2 separate regions of the Rattus norvegicus genome follow, and region 2 is linked to region 1. The links are chromatin contacts, called in public Hi-C maps. All regions are on one chromosome and are shown on one strand. The core of a region is the stretch at or near the end of the contact, and the rest is flanking DNA. Distances in the headings are between cores, read along the strand shown.

Evidence for each region. Hi-C and Micro-C count contacts between places; a contact is called where the count stands out from the background.
Region 2: a contact with region 1 is called in a Hi-C map of psoas muscle, with 2.5 times the contacts expected there. The contact joins two enhancer-like sites. A contact is called at or near these places in 11 of 12 Hi-C or Micro-C datasets (the A7r5 cell line, the Rat2 cell line, Schwann cells and 6 more) and 1 of 1 datasets of contacts at active chromatin or transcription factors (oligodendrocytes).

Annotation. Positions count from the first base shown.
Region 1 is chr5:61,484,221-61,489,590 of GRCr8, reverse strand. All of the region lies in intron 1 of Fam219a (family with sequence similarity 219, member A), which reads left to right. Among named protein-coding and RNA genes, the nearest start is that of Spmip6, 12 kb to the right of the region's middle. Within about 2 kb of position 3,415, at least 13 of the 93 cell types and tissues checked have an H3K27ac peak or open chromatin away from gene starts, as enhancers often do.
Region 2 is chr5:61,658,872-61,664,515 of GRCr8, reverse strand. No RefSeq gene overlaps it. Among named protein-coding and RNA genes, the nearest start is that of Cntfr, 4.8 kb to the right of the region's middle. Within about 2 kb of position 2,820, at least 20 of the 93 cell types and tissues checked have an H3K27ac peak or open chromatin away from gene starts, as enhancers often do.

The sequences.
Region 1 (5,370 bases), core at 2,166-4,665:
ACTCGTCTCTCACATGGCTGCTATAAAGGGCCCTTCATCTCAGACGTGTTCACGTCACTGCTGTGCTTAGGTTTTTTTTCCCGTTATCTTCTCAGGAAAAAAGTCAAAATCAAGGCCCGCCTCCCACCATGATCTGAGCCCAACAACTTTCTTCTGCTTTCTGGGCTTCTGCCATAGGAAAATGCCAACAGCTCCTGCTACGACCTTTGCCAGTCACAGGCAGATGCTCCTAAACTCTTCCCAGGTCACCTCAGGGCTCCTTTGCCTTGTTCTTTCTGCCTGAGGCAGAGTCTCTCATGTACTCCAGCCTGGCCTGGAACTCACAGATTTGCAGCCTCTGCCTCCCTAGTGCTGGGATTAAAGGTGTGCACCACACCCAACTCCTCCTTTTTATGGCTCGTTTTTTTACCTTGGTAATCATTGGACACTCTTTGGAGATGGGCCTCCTTTCTGTTTATCTCTGTGATACCTGGGCTCGTGTTATGAATAAGGAAATCCTAGTAGAGTGGAGGAAACCAGGATGCCCTCTAGGCGGGCCCTTCCCAACCCTGCCGAGAGAGAATCTCTCATAGACAGATATAAGCCTGTGCCAACCTGGGTGGTGCCATGGCTGTGGACACTCCCAGGGCACGCTGAGCTGATACAGAGAGCGCCTTATAGGTGGTGCAGCCGTGGTGCTCAGCATTGACTACAGGAGGTGGCAAATCCTCGCCCGAGTCTGTGAGGCACAAACTCATATCCAGCTCACCTTACAGTTAAGAAAACCAGGGCACACCACGAGCAAATGATGGAGCTGGGAGCTGAGCCCAGGAGAGAGAGACAGAGATGGAGACAGACAGACAGAGAGCAGATAGAGACAGAGGGACAGAGACAGAAGGACAGAGAAAAAATAGAGACAGAGGGACAGAGACAGAGGCAGACAGAGATAGATGACAGACACAGAGAGACAGACAGACACAGAGAGAAAGGTGGACTTGGGTAACACTTTAATCAGCTAGCCCCTTCGCACTGAAGGTGAGGTCACACCTCCTCTCCCTGTGGAGGAGAGGTACAGTGTGACTATTCAGGAGTCACACTGCCTGCTGGGTACTCGTGGATTTCAGAGGCTCATGGATCTGCATGAGGAACTACAAAACGTCTCTTTTGTGCTTTATTTTTGCCATTCAGAGTTCTTCCACAGCTGACTGTAGATGGTTATCCAGGAAAGCGTTCTCCCCTGCCACTCCCCAGGCCCTTCCCTCTTAAGACCTATGGTTCTTAAAGACAGTGTGCTCCTTCATGTCCACTCTGCTCATCCAGTCTGTCCAGTTCACCACAGGTCTCTTGGGTTCCAGGTTAGCTCTTTATACTACCCCAGAAGAGTTAACACAGCCCTGGGAAAGGGATACAAATATGGAGGCTTGCGTGCAGGCTGATGTGTGGCCCAACAGGAGGGGCTTCAGGGAGGGCTGTCTCTGTCCCAAGTCTCAGTCTTTCCTTAGCTTCCTCCTTTCCAGCAAGACCATTGATTCCATCAGTACCTTCCAAAGCCCAGGTTTCCTCTGTTTGTTCATTCATTGTGGGACAGAGGAAGAAGAGGGTATTGGATCCCTTGGAGCTGAAGTTACAGATGGTCGTGAGCTGCCTGAGGCTGGCAGCTGAACTCAGGTCCTCTAAAACAGTATGAGCTCTTACCACTGAGCCCTCTCCCAGTACAAGTTTTCCCTCCCTCCCTCCCTCTCTTCCTTTTCTTTCCTTTCCTTCCCTTCCCTTCCTTTCCTTTCCTTTTTCTTTGTTTTTGTTTTTCTGAGACAGCCCTGACTGTCCTGGAACTCTCTGTAAACCAGGCTGCCTGGTCTTTAACTCGGAAATCTACCTGCTTCTGCCTTCTGAGTAGTGGGACTAAATGTGTGTGCTACCATGCACAGGTCAGTTTTCTTTATTGTTTTATGAAAAACACATTTTTGTTTTAGTGTGAAAGAATTCAAATACACAGTAAATTAAGAACTTGGTAAGCTGCAGTACCCAATACTTGAATTTTACTGTGAACATTTTATTAGCTGATAATCTAATCTGCCCTTCTCTCCTGCTATCACAGTCCACAGCATTTTCTGGATGCCTCTGAAAGAACGCTAATGACACCTGTGTTCTTTCCTGTAAAACAACTGTTTTCTTAGTCATTTATTTTCAGCCAATAGTTGAATATGTCAGTGATTCTGTGATGTATGTTTAGTTTTCTTTATTTAAAAAACAAACAAACAAACAAACAACTGATGAACGTGAGGAGATGATTCGTGGGCCAGATGTTTGCTGTGTGAGCCTGTAAGCCTGAGTTCAGACTCCCAGCACCTGAGTGAAAAAAGCCGGGTGGGGTTGCACAGGGCTGGAGTCAGGCAGATCTTGCTGGCCAGCCAGTCTACCTCACTGCAGAGCTCCAGGTTCAGGGAGAAAGCAGTAGAAACGACGACTCAACATGGATCTTTCTGTCTCTGCTCCCACAAGCATAAGTGGGTGCACCCTCACGCACACGCGCATGGATAGGCGCCCAGGACCTCTCCATCACTGTTTTCTGTCATTTCCATAAAGTGTTTTACAAGACCGGAGTGGATTAAATCAATGACTTTTGGACATTTCATTTTCATTTTATTGATTTATCCGAGAGGGGTGGGGAGGGGCCACAGCGCACACATGGAGGTCAGAGAACAACCTGCAGGAGTTGTTTCTCCTCCCACCACGCAGATCCCAGGGATTGTCAGGCTTGGTCGCCAGCTCCTTTACCTACTAAGCTATCTCCCAGGAATGTACTTAGCAGTTCTTTTCACAATTAACAAAACCCTTTTGCTAATCAGAATTGTACAGAAAGGCTAACGTGGGAATTGAAATAACAATGGATTTCTTTCATTGAAGAGACCATTCCTTCAAGTCTGCCCCACTTACGTCCCAGCCCCACCCAAAGCACAGGGTTCAGGGAGTACAGCTGTTGAGAACTGCAGACCTTGCTAAGTCTGAGGGTGGCTCTTTGCTTCTGGCTCTTGACTTCCCTCTGGCTGCGCTGATGTTGTGCTGCCGGCCATCGGCCGATAGCCTAAGCGATTAATCTTTTCTGCGGCCTTTGGAGGGTTTGTTTGAATGGTTGTAGAGACATGGATTGCTGCTAGAGATGTATTTCAAGGTCTGTCTCTGCTGAGTGTTTATTAATAATCTTGTTAATCCCCACTCTAGTTCCCGGATCTAGCTAACGCCTGTTGGAAGTCCTTGGGGGGCATTTTAAATCCTCTCTGATTCTTGGAGCCAGACGCTTCCTTCTGCCTCAGTCCTCTCTGCTCCTTTTGTTCATGAATATTTTACATTTAATCTCTACACAATGGTCATGGTGCACTGCCTGCATTTCCCAGAGAAGGCACTCGGGAAGTCCACAGTGTTTGACGGCACCGTGCCAGAGGCCTTTGTAGTTGCCGCTTAAATAGCCTTCTACCGTGGACAGTGACAGAGGAGCTGCTGAATGGGCAAGTTTGGCATGGAGCCTCTGAGCCTAGGGCTTTGATCCTATGGTTTCACTCAGGATCAAATACCACCAGGACCTGCCAGGTCTTGAGAGCTGTAATGGATCACTGACCAGGGTTGCTCAACAGCTCCCAGTGCTCAGCCCAGGTCTGCCCTTCCTGAGTTTCCTGCTTCACATCACCACTGACACCTCCAGCCTCAGAGAAGAAACTGGTGCGCCCACCCACGCTGGGACACTGTCGTAGCTCCAGTTGCCCAGGGGTTTGCGTTATCTAAAACCAATGTCAGAGAAAAGGCAACGAGACCAACGAGACCGTTATCTGGAAAGTAGAGAAGGAGGCTCATAATTAAAAGGCCATAATTTAGGAGTCGTCAGTATAAAATGTACGCAGGAAGCATCAGCTTTCTCTAAGGAGAAAATGGAGTCGGAGCCTGAGGAGACCAAATAGAGATGTAAATAGATACACAAGGGGTCAGAGGCAGAAGATGGACCCTGGGCGGACAGCGGCCTGAGGGAGCCAGTCCCCAAATGGGTGTGCTTTGTGTCCTGCTTGACAAAGAGTACAGAAAGGGATGAGACCAAGGAGCCTAGAAATGGACCAGACCCTTTCTGGTGGCACCAGCATGCCAGCAGGACTTCCCATTTGAAAATGGACTGCAAAGCAGCTCATTCTTCCTGCTCGCCATGGTAACAAGCCGGACTAGGACTCTGTTTTGTCTTTGTGTGTATGATGTATGTGCACTTCTCGTTCACTGTGAGCATGTGTGAGACGGTCAGAGGACAACAGTACTGGTCAGCCTACTGCTGCTTCTTACAGTTCACCACTGCATAGGCCCGGCTAGCTAGGCTGTGAGCTTCTGCAGAGTCCTCTGTTTCTGCCCCCACCTCACACTAGAGACATGGGGGTTACACACACTCAGTGCTCCTGGCCTAATCTGAGCTCTGGGGATTTAAACTCTGGGTCCTCACACTTTAGTCACTGAGCCACTTCTCTAGACCTTACTTCACTTTAAATGGGTCAGCAGGAGCTACACAGATCCCTGGACCTAATACCGGGGGCCAGCCCCGGAGTGTTCTGTCTGTCTGCTTTCTGTATCTTCGAGGATGGAATAGGCAGCATGGTCCTCTGCAGTCTTCATACCTTAGGTTGGTCACTCTGAAGTCCCCAGCTAAAGATGGCAGGACTGTATTACACTGGTCACTGTGATACTTAACTCAAACTCACAAAGTGCAGAAAATGAGTGTTGGTGGACAGCCAGCCACAATGGAGCCTCTTCATCACTACCCACAATGCCCAGAGACCATGAGAAACATAGGATTCTAAAGACTCCTGTGTCGGGGTTGGGGATTTAGCTCAGTAGTAGAGCGCTTGCCTAGCAAGTGCAAGGCCCTGGGTTCAGTCCTCAGCTCAAAAAAAAAAAAAAAAGACTCCTGTGTCCCTGGGTGGTTTTTTTTTGGGGGGGGGGTTGGGGTGGGACAGGAAAGACCAGACTGAAACATGTCCTCTGGACTCACAAACTCACACAGCTGTGCTTACCTGCAAAGACCTATGTAGATCAAGTTCAAATTCTAGCATGAGGGGAGAGGGGCTCATGGTCCTGTACCCCTAACTGAGAGGCTATGACCAATTTATAGCTTCTGGGACAGGGAGAAAGAGTCGGTTTTCTTTAAAGTGTGCATCCTGGTGGGCCATGCTCTGAAGGATGGTACCACACCCAGAAGTATAAGATTAGCGCAAAGTGAACTCTTGGGCTAGTAAAGAGGAGGAGGAGGAGGAGGAAGAAGAGGAGGAGGGGGAGGAGGAGGAAGAGGAGGAAGAGGAGGAAGAGGAGGAGGAGGGGGGAGGAGGAAGAAGAAGAGGAGGAGGAGGAAGAAGAGGAGGAGGA
Region 2 (5,644 bases), core at 1,571-4,070, 180 kb before region 1:
AAGAACAGGAGGGGGGTCAGAGCCCGCTGGGGTGGAGAGGCAATTTCTGGGTAGTGAATTAGTTTCATGCGAATTTTTGCAAAATGAAAAATTGCATCTGTGATTTTGCAAGTCCGTGTCGTGTCCCTGTTTTTCTCTTTAAGAAACACAAAGTCCCCTGATCCCAAATGTCCTTGACCTCCCTGGCTCTCTCCATCTTCCTTCCCATCTGGACCCTCTGCTCCCTGCGACTTTTCTCTCCAAACTTAACAGACTTCCCCAGGGTCGCATGGGGAAGATCCTTGGGAGAGCAGACACAGGATTAGGTGTTCAGAGTCCTCTGTGTATACCTGACATGGGGTCCCCCCAGGGGGAAGCAGGTGGAAAAATGAATCCAAGTGGTCTCCTTAACCCCGAGGCACTGTCCTTTCCTCTCAGCCCCAAGGCCTTGTCCAGGTCAGGACAAAAATCTGACCTCCTATGCAGCCGCTCACTAACAGGATCTGCAGAGAGGGCTCAGTGGTTAGGAGCCCACACTGTTCTTGCAGAAGACCCAGGTTTGGTTCTGAGCACCCACGTGGTGGCTCACAATCATATAACTCCAGTTCTAGGGCATCCGATGCCTTCTTCTGACCTCCACAGGCTTCTGCATGCCTGTGGTACATACACACACACTCACACACTCATACACACAGATAAATTATTTTTAAAAAGATCTCACTGGTCTGGTGAGATGGCTTGGTGATTAAGAGCACTGTCTCCTCTTACAGGGATCCTGAGTTCAATTCCCAGCAACCACATGGTGGCTCACAACCATCTGTAATGGGATCTGATGCCCTCTTCTGGTGTGTCTGAAGACAACTACAGTGTACTTGTTCTGGCCTTGAAACCAAAGGAATTTTTTTTAAATTATTTTATTTATCTAAGTACACTGTACCTGTCTTCAGACAAACCAGAAGAGGGCATCAGATCTCATTACAGATGGTTGTGAGCCACCATGTGGTTGCTGGGATTTGAACTCGGGACCTCTGGAAGAGCAGTTGGTCCTCTTAACCACTGAGCCATCTCTCCAGCCCAAAACCAAAGGGATTTTAGGATGCTGTTTCTGAGCCACTGCTGCCTCAGTTACCTCCCAGGCTTCTGCTTAGTCCTTACTGAGACTACCAACCCTGCATCATCAAAGGCTGAAATGCTTTTACCAAGGTTTCTCAGCCTATGCCTTGAAGCTTAGATTTACTTCTCACAGATTATGGTTTGTCCCACTTACCACACACCACGTACATGGTTTGGTCTATTTTAAAGGATCTATATGTAAATATTGATAAATCTAGTTTAAACTGGGTCCAGTTGGTGATCCTGGATACTAGGAAATCAGGAACAGGAAGGTCTCAAGTTCAAGGCTTGCCTGGACTAAAGAGTGAGTTCAAAGCTAGCCTGGGCAATTTGGTGAGCTCCTGTCTCAAAATAGAAAATTAAAAAGAAGCCAGGCAAAGTGCCACACACTGTTAATCCCAGCATCCAGGACGCAGAGGCAAGGGGATCTCTGAGTTCAAGGCTAGACTGGTCCACAATTTCCAGGACAGCCAGAGAAATCCTATCTAAAGGGGGGAGATGTATAACTGAGTGGTAAACGTCTCCTCCAGCATAACACACAAACACAGAATCTATTTCAACTGTTAGAATCACTTGTTTTATACCTGACCCCTCGTGGTGGAGGCCAGAGGAAAACCCTCACAGAGCTTAGAGGCATCACACAACTAGCTAGGCAATTCAATAGATGTCATGTTAGCCATTAAATTAGACATCACACTAACCCTATTAGGCAAAGGAATATGGTACCACGAGAGGAAAGAAAGGGGCTTGGTCTGAGCCTCTCTTAGGAGACATTTCAATGTCACTTCTTGGCTGAGGAGACTGCACAGTCAGATATGGGCCTTTTACACGGGCTAACTGTACAATTATCTTCATTTTCTTTTTAAAATATCCATCTTTCTTGATTAGAATGCGAGCCCATGAGGGCGGGAACTTAAAACAAGTTTGAGGCAAATAGTAAACAGTAAGTGTGGAAAATTTAAGGGCATATAGTTCAAATTACAGGTTCAACTTCAGTCTCACTTGTTCCAAAGTTTCCTAGACATGAAATAAATCGGTGTGTCCTCTGAGCCTTTTCTCATCTCCCCTCCTCCCTTTCCCTCCCCTCCCCCTCCCCTCCCTCTCCCTCCCCCCTCCCCTTCCTTCCCCCTCCCCTCTCCCCTCCACCCTCAGCATTTTGTCTGAGGTTTATCCATGCTGTTATGCCCGGCTGGGGTTGGCTCTTTTACATTGCTTTGACCACGTCACTACTTATCTGTTTGGGTTATTTATCTGTTAGATATCACATTAGCCATTAAATCAGACATCACACTAACCATATAAGGCAAAGGAATATAATTCAGGATATAATTAACAAAGCACTTCTGATCTGCTCTTCAGTGCACGTTATGTGTCAGGTCCTAGGATCTATGTGTGTTCATCTTAGTAGACCCTGCTGTTTTCTAAGCTGTAGTACCGAGCTGTTCGTGTGCGAACCGTGCATGGAATCTAGGCCTTCTATATCCTTCAGAAGGAAGTGTCTGCCGGCTCACCGCTGCACTTAAAGATGGACGACGCCTGGCATGCAGTAGGACACACGCACACTCTTAAGAACGAGAGGGGCTATCCCCATTGCTGTGTGCTGCTCTGGCTGCAGCGTCGACTTGCTGAGTGATCCTGGCAAAGTCTGCCTGTCTTCAGGATCAGTCCCTCTCTGTAGTGGGCCCTGCCGCCCAGTGCCAGCTGGAGGCTATGAGGACTAGCCACCTGTTCACTCACTTATCTCCCTTGTATTGCTTAAGGATGGCACCTACTATGTGCCAGCACGCAGAGGGTGCGACCTGTGACATTCCACTTACAGCCTCTCTCGGGTCAGCCAAGGCCAGGGTCACTGACTATCTTGTCCCCAACTTGTCTTGCTGGAGCCCGCTTCTCCTCCCTGTCCAGCCCTGACCCCGGGCGGGGGGGAAGGGGTCTGGACCGAGTCTGTGAATGGAAAATGTGATTAATAATCAAAAAAACATCCAAGAGGAAGAGACCAGGAAAACAACTTCAGGAAGGCTCCTTGCCCAGGGGAGGGGGGCCGTGTCCCGGGCCTCGGGACAGCTCCGGCCACCCTTTCTGGGACGCAGCCACAGGAGTGGTAATTTTAGCCAAAAGCAGAAAGGGGGAGTCATTTTGATTCCTTATTTTCAAAGATGCCCCCAGTGTAAGTTATGCCTTTTCCAGGAGCTTTCTTCATTCGGATACCCCTCCTGGCGTGGTCCCCCAGCTCAAACATATTTAGTGGGGAAAAAGCAGAGACTCTGGATTGGGGGTAGAGGAAGAATTTCAACACGAAATGTTTTGTTCATTAGCAGAGAACATAGGGGGAAATTCCCTTTCTTCTTGGGTCTGGGCAACCCAATTGGACACTCAAGAGCTGTTGTGAAAAATAGGGCCTCAGGCTGCCGGGTAAGGGTTCTAATGAGGAGACGTCTGTGCCCTCCATTCGGATTTCTGACTTTCAGGGGGTTCAGGGGCCTTCATCCTTCCTCCTTCCAGGGATTTGATTCCCAAGACTTTCACCTGCCCTCAGAATTCCTTCTTAACAAAGCAGGAGGGATTGCGATTAGACTAGAGTTAGAACTTCCTGATGGGAGGGGAGGAGGCCTTGGCCTGTTGAATACCTTGGAATTTTGATAGGATATGTTGGAATTGGTAATCTGGTAGGAAAAAAAAAATCTGTTGTGAGCCTGGGGCGGTAGTGGAAGCCCCTTCATCAGTGAGGACTTAAGGGCCCCAGTGGGGCGTGAATCTGGTGGATTTCAGTTTGAATGCTTAGCCCCCTAGTGAGACTGTACCTCTCCCTAATCCTCCACCTTCAGAGAATGCCTGCCCTTTTCTGGTACTAGGGATTGGGAGGGTCAGGGCACAGAGGCAGTGGTCTCCACCATAGAATTCCAGAAGGAGGGGGTTGTTGTGAATGTGCCCCAGGTGCTGTCCCGAGATGGTGCTGGAGCTGTTTCAGGGTGTGTGTGTGTGTGGGGGGGGTAAGTCGCCTTTGGGGGTGGCTGGGCTGGTCCCTGACTTGGGGGGGGCTCTGGGCCCCCCTCCCTGGCTCGGCCCCGGGCTGTGTCGGGATCGGGTTTCTCGGCGCCTGGAGCCTCCGCGAGGCCGAGCTGTTCCCGGGCCCCGGCCAAGCCGCCCCGGGCGCTGGCACTGTGCGAGGAAGCAGGGGGGGTAAGGGGGGAATGAGGGGGGGCTGCGAGGGCGTTTACGTAACTGCCTTCCAGAGCCCGCCCCGACCCGCCAACCCCAGTGTGATTGAGAGCGTGTGTGACTGTGTGTGTGTGCGCGCCTGTGTGACACACGTTGCACTATGGCCGTGCCTTGTGTGTGTGCTAGAGATGTGCGAATCAGAGCTTCGGTTCCGTTCTTCCCGGAGCGCAGGCTTCTGGCTTAAGCAAGGGTCCCGTGACTCCTCATGTACCATAGTGAGGCTGAACATAAGCACTTTATTCAGTGAGACAGGGTGTGTGACTTTATGTGACCCCGTGTTTGGTGCTGCTAAGGCAGCCTGCGGGAGAGTGTAACTATTAGCTAGGAGGTTGCCTCGCCCTGGAACCTTCTGCTTAGAAATGGGACTTTTCTGTAGGAGCATTTGGAAAGGTGAGACCACACAGGTAGCCTTCCTTCCTGGGGACAGATCAGTACAACTGGGAAAGAGTCATTGCAGCCTACAGGCACGGAATGGCACAGTTAACTCTGGGGGTGGGTGGGTGCGTGTCAGTTTAGTTCACCCTGCCAGGACAGTGAAATCCTGGCTACAGTGCTCCATAAAACCCCAGGACAGTTAGTGATACGTCTTTGCTCAGTGGTAGAGCGCTTGCCTGGAACTTCCCGAGTGGGTTCCATATCGACCATCGCAAATGCAAATGAGCAAAGACACCTGAAGTCCAGGAAAACGTCTCCAGTGCCCCAAGGCCTCTCAGATTTACTAATACTGGGATCTCTATTATTGTGGGGTTTCCAGTCTGGGGGGTATTGACTTCCATATTGTCACAGGTGAAGCACATGGTGAAAACAGGTTCGACTGAGACACAGTTTGAGTGGTGTCCATAAGTGAGGTCTATCTTACCACGGTAATAGAAGGGGCTGGCACAAGTATGGAGTAGCCTGCTCTCTTACCAGGGGAGCTGGAAAGGGGGTGCGGCCAAAGGTGAAGGCCTAAGAAGCCTTGTTCTATCCATAGGCGGTGCAGACCCTCAGGCTTTAGCAAAACTGAGGAAGCACAGACTACTGAGTAGATAGGGCATCCGAAATGGCAGGAATGAAAAGCCACCAGTACGCTGTTGGCCCAGATCAGTAGGAAAAACCTAGGCACTGAGCTAGGTGACCACAGGATGGAAAGGGGATAGATATCCCCCCTGTTCCGTAGGTCCTCAAGGCCTCAGCGCCGAGCCGGAGTCTCAGCCCAAGAAAACATATCCAGCTCTTCCCGCCAGGTGTCGCTGTGGCCCCGGGGAAACGAACGCGTTTGGTGGTTCCGCTCCAGGAGCTGCGGTCCGACACACACCCCTCACCACAACCCTGAGTTCGACGTGCGTCCCTC